Linked DNA regions of Rattus norvegicus: region 2 is linked to region 1. A link is a contact called in public Hi-C data. All regions are on one chromosome and are shown on one strand. The core of a region is the stretch at or near the end of the contact, and the rest is flanking DNA. Distances in the headings are between cores, read along the strand shown. Region 1 holds the start of Zeb2 (zinc finger E-box binding homeobox 2). Region 2 has its middle 720 kb from the start of Zeb2.

What was found. Hi-C and Micro-C count contacts between places; a contact is called where the count stands out from the background.
Region 2: a Hi-C map of the A7r5 cell line shows a contact between it and region 1, with 3 times the contacts expected there. The contact joins the enhancer-like site here to the promoter of Zeb2 in region 1. A contact is called at or near these places in 1 of 12 Hi-C or Micro-C datasets (the A7r5 cell line) and 1 of 1 datasets of contacts at active chromatin or transcription factors (oligodendrocytes).

The regions. Positions count from the first base shown.
Region 1 is chr3:49,753,009-49,755,708 of GRCr8, forward strand. Zeb2 (zinc finger E-box binding homeobox 2) reads right to left here and starts at 1,315. Exons shown (of 10, transcript NM_001033701.2): 1 at 1,136-1,315. Zeb2-as1 (ZEB2 antisense RNA 1) reads left to right here. Exons shown (of 3, transcript NR_132636.2): 2 at 1,156-1,306; 3 at 1,412-2,371.
Region 2 is chr3:50,469,831-50,472,530 of GRCr8, forward strand. No RefSeq gene overlaps it. Among named protein-coding and RNA genes, the nearest start is that of Zeb2, 720 kb to the left of the region's middle. Within about 2 kb of position 1,406, at least 5 of the 93 cell types and tissues checked have an H3K27ac peak or open chromatin away from gene starts, as enhancers often do. A contact at or near this core is called in the A7r5 cell line, where this site is marked.

The DNA of each region.
Region 1 (2,700 bases), core at 65-2,564:
ATGGCATTTATGCTGTAAACTTTATTTGTGAATGTTAGTCTTAATTTCTGGAACAAGCACTCTTGCCCTCCTCGTTAGAGGGGTAGCATGGGAAACACGTAAGTAGGTGGGAGATAAACACATTTATGTTAGCTGAGCTCACCACTATGTCTGTGACTCCTGAACTCCAACTTTTCAGTCTCAAAGTCTGGAAGGGTGTGTGTGTGAGTGTGTGTGTGTGTGTGAGAGAGAGAGAGAGAGAGAGAGAGAGAGAGAGAGAGAGAGAGAGAGAGAGAGAGAGAGAGAGAGGTTCCATAAAAAAAATCCATGTGTATATTACTTGGTCATTTAAAATATAATTTCAAAAGTTACCCTAATTTTAACCCTATTATCCTGACAGCAGTTTTCTTCCCAGCTGTAGTGGACCCCCCCCCCAATTCACTTTGGTAAACGACTCAAGTTCCAAGAGAACTTTCACTTCTTTATTTATAATCACAGAAGTGAGGTGTTACTTCACACACACACACACACACACACACACACACACACACACACAAAGAATGAAATAAAGAAATGAAACTCGCTAGGCAGACAAAAACAGTCAAGTTTCTGCTTAGAAAACAGCCTTCTCCGGTGGGAAAGATTAGACTACCATGTCTAAGAGAAGGACTTGCTCCCGAATTTGGTAGGTCTTTCTCGAATAAGTTTTATAATTATTAACAGGTATTTGCCAAGTTTTAATTGCTGGATATAATGAATTGGAAGTCGGTGTGAGAACAAAGCAGAAGCTCTCCACTTGATGAGTTTTTTTACCCCAGCCATACAGTTCTCAGCAAAACTTTTCCTAGACTATGTAGCAAAAAACACCTTTGGTTACCTGAATGGACAGGTACAGAGCAAATTACTGGGGGAGGTGGGGAAAGGGAGAGGGAAGGAAAGAGAGACTAAAGGAAAGCAAGAGAAAGCAAAGAAGCCACTCTTGGGAAAAGTCTGCCACCGAGGAGCTAAAACCACCTGAAATTCCTGTCCACAGACACCCGGCTCTCTTCAGACTAACATCCCCACTCGAAATGAGAAAATTAGAGAGGGAGGATGGGGGACAAGCACACCAAAAAAGGATAAAAAGAGGAGGAAAAGAAGGGGGGGGGGGACCTACCTGCGAAGTCTTGTTTGTAGTTTTGGCCAGAAATGGTGAGAAGAAAAAGCATGAAGAAGCCGCGAAGTGTGGGGGAGAAAAAGGTGGAGGCGAAGAAACAGCTCCCGGAGCAAACTGAACAAAACCTCGCCAAGAGTGTCGGGAGGCAGGACCGTTATTCCTGCCGAGCAGGTTAGAACTGATCTCTTTTCGGCCACTCCAGGAAACACAAACCTGGGGACGGACTGACGTGTTACGCCTCTTCTAATGACATTTTTTTCTTTTTCTTTTCTGTAGGGGAGAGAAGAGAGACCCTGAAACACGCGCCACCTATCTTTGTGGGGAGGGATAATTGAAGCGCCCTGAGCGTGAGCATCATGTGAAAACGTGATCGCCAAGTTTCTCTCTGGGAAAGGATCTGGGATAGATTATACCTTGAAGTCTCCGCAAACGCTTTAGTGGAAGAAATGAAATTCCACCTCCCTCCCTTCCTCTCTCCCTCCCTCCCTCCCTTCTCCACGCCCCCCCAACCCCCCCCCCCCGTCAAGTCTTTGGCATCATTATCCTCATCACTAAATCCTTCAGAGTACTGGGCGGAAAACGGTGCACACCATTCACAGAACTGGAGAACTCCGAGGGGCGAAAGTTAAAGGGAAAGATCTTGGATCTTCCATGCAGATCTCTTTTCTTACACAGATATCTCTGGTGACTAGGCTTGAGGTGCTCATCAAGTTGTATGGATATCTCAAGCACCGTTTTTTTTTTTGGGAACTAAATTCTTGCCCTTCTATTATTATTATTATTATTATTATTATTATTATTATTATTATTATTATTATTATTATTTTAAAGATGCCAGAGCTAGGGGAGGAAAATAGTACTTATGCACTGCAACTTAGGATCTCTCTCTCTCTCTCTCTCTCTCTCTCTGTGTGTGTGTGTGTGTGTGCGCGCGCGCGCGAGCGTGTGGAGAGGGGGGGCTTCTGGATTGGATCCCTATATTAAAAGTACTTTGGCATTTTAATAAAGGGTCTCTAGATTAACACAGAAGTTCACTATGTTGGCTAACCTTTGGATCTCTCTACATGTCATGCAGACCACACTACTAAGTCAGGGGTTGGGGACAGGAGGAGGAAGGAGAAAGGCTAGAGGAGCTTAGGACTAAAGAAAGAAGATGGTGACATTAAACTGTGTGGGGTCTAAGTTTTGAAGTGCATATTTTTTGATATTGCAATTAAAGTAAAATTAAAAAGAAAAGACTCCACCTTTGCTCTGAAGGGATTGGTTATGCAAATATGGAAGGGATTTCCTGGAGAATACAGCTTTCTACTGTATGGTTAATTAAATAATCACTCAAAAGCTTCCAACGTGACGCTTCTGTCGTAATCCAATCAGGTTACATAGGTCCTAAACAAGAAAGATATTTTCCACATCTGGAAGTCAGCAATTTAGCAAGTATTGCACATTATTAACCAATTCAGAGCCCACTTCCCAGGGGAATTTTTTTTTGAAGTTTAAGTGTTCTTAACCAATGCTCTGCTGTTTTGTTAATCAAAAAGCTGGTTTACACTGCACATAATTGGAGC
Region 2 (2,700 bases), core at 156-2,655, 720 kb after region 1:
AAAAGCCATGTTGGGTTACTAAGAATGAACATAAATTTACTGGCACAAAATCTTGCAGGCCTGTGAGGTCTTCGATTGTCAATCGGGTTCTGGTATGGATTTTCTTGTTGCATCACTAAATGGTGGCGTCATATGGGAAGAAGGCCATGAGGGAACTATGTAAGTAAAGGTGACCAATTGCGTTACTGACTCACCCATCCATTTACAAGGTCAGTGCTGCTTTATCCCAGACACCGTCCACTAACCACCTGCTTCCCAACACTTTGACAGTGGTTATCATGGTTAAAGTTGAGATTTAGAAGGAATCAAAAAACTTTTAAACCACAGGACTCGCTGTCATTAAATTTATTCTTGAAAACACTTAGGTTTTCACATTTATTGGTACTGCTATTCTTTTAACTGTTTTCAGCTACCCTCTTGCAAGTAAATCACTGGGGACTGATTTTTTTTTCAGTTTAAATGTTTGTTTACTGTGAATCACAAGAAATATTTTCATTTGCATTTCCTTCCTCACTTTGGATTACAGTCACTGAGCTTTTCCTGCATGATCTGTTCAGTTCTTAGTTTTTCTGTATTTCTGGGTTTTTTTGTTTTGTTTTGTTTTTTTTTGTTTTTTGTTTTTTTTAGTTTAGCCTGATGTGAGAATTTTCATACAGACTTTCAGATGCTTCTGCCATAATATAGGTGTACATTCTTAGAAGCACACTTCCTTTCCTCATCTTACTAAAGATTAGTTGCATTCAGTGAATGACTACAGGTCTGTGATCTGTTTTTTCCTCATGTTCTGCAGAATTGGCAATAGTCATGTATGGTTAGCTAGGCCGAGAGAAACACTATACTGGATGGTATATACTTGACGAAGTTGTGGATCGTGTTCGTTTCTGTGGCTTTGACAAAGCCCCAGTCATGGGTGTAGGAGCAATGGTCTAGAACTTAAGTCCCTCCCATGTCTCATAAAGTTTAAATCATTAGTGTTTCTGTCATGGACTCAGACACTTGTTAAACCCCTCAGCTTTATTGTTCCTGAAAGTAGGCCAGCAGGCAAGCATGATACCGTAATCTTGTAGAGTAGGAACTGCAGGCTTTCCTAGAGCTCCTGAAGAAACAGCACTAGCCAGAAAACATGTTGGTGTCAGTGGCCACTGTGATGACGGCCAGGAAAGGGACAATCGCTCACTACTGGAACTTAAGTATATTTAACGTTTGATCCTTCTGAAGTCACTGTCAGATTTCTCTTTACATTAAATTTTAGTAAGTTCGACTTTATTACGTGGGATATTTCTCTTCATTTGGCTTTGATTACTGGACACCATCTTTCCGGGATTTGCCTGATCTCCCCACCTTAAGACAGTCCGTGGTTTGACCTTCTCTCCGACACCCCTCCCCCTCTTTCTGTTGCATTCCTGTGATTCATTTCCACAGGCAGCAACTGAGTCACCAGTCAGTTCTCTCACTCAGATAGTTTCCCTTACAGTTTGCTCGCTTATGTTCTCTCTCTGTCTTCCTTGGTAAGAAGAGGGAGACCTATGTGCCCAGCAAACACATAAAGCACACCATACTCTCCTGTTCTCCTTGGCCACAGTATTACAGCTTAGCCTTCCTTGTTTCTGTTGAGCTGCATCGCAGTGACTATGCTTTTAAACGTTTTCCAGGAGTGAGAAGGAGTTCTTGTGGGAAAGAGATCGAGTGTTTTACTTTATCTGCCAGCTTTACCCTTAGGTCCCCTCGAAACTTATCATAGAATTAATGGTTTTTTATGAAAGCACAATCTTATTAAGATAAATGAATGTTTACAAAAGTTATCCTCGTCCCAGGGCACAGTGAAATAAAAGCAACAGAAAGGTGCCTTCTGCATTTTAAACATAAGCACACTAGCTTACGGTGCTTCAGCTGCTGGATAACACTGGCAGTTTTAAGGGCTGTGTATTATGGTTCTGAATCAGAATGGGTTCTGCAGGAAAATACTTTTTTGCTTCTATCTCTGAATCCACCCCTTCCAGACGGCTTCTCAAAAGTGCCCATGGACTTGTGTCTCCGGATGCTGTGTTGTATTCTCAGTCTGGTAAACTGTGAAGGGGATTAGTGTGGACTTCCCTGTATTTCTTTCAACTTTTCTCAAGAAGGGCAAACCTCCCAGGGTGAGAGATAATGCTTTTTGTGGTAACTCCTACTGAATTTCTCTGTACAATGTGCGATCTGGCAGGAGTGGTGTAAGTCAGTAGCCTGCCACTCTACCTCTGCCATAGACTAACAGAATACATTTGGGATAAACAAAAAGATTGGGTTATTTATAGAAGAGAAAGGTCCAGCAAGTGGTGACTCTTAGGCCTAAAACATGTAAAATTTTTACAAATTCAAGTCACATCATATAGACATATTATGGTTGGGAATCTAAGGCATTTCAAAATATAATTGAAATTCAGGTGACGGCTGAAGAAGGGATGTGAATCAAATGAAAGTAGCAATGGTTTGATTAACATGGTAACTCTATATGAGACCATCATGAAGTACATGCAAACTCTACATTCTGAATCTCTCCATTTGATTTATCCAGTTACAGCTTTTGATTACATTCAACTAATCCTACATTGACTTGTTTCATTTAAGAATTAGAAGAGATATTTTCACTGTGTTGTGTCTTCTCAAACAAATCTCACATGGAAAACATTTCTTCCCATTGTAGACATGGCCCTTTAGACA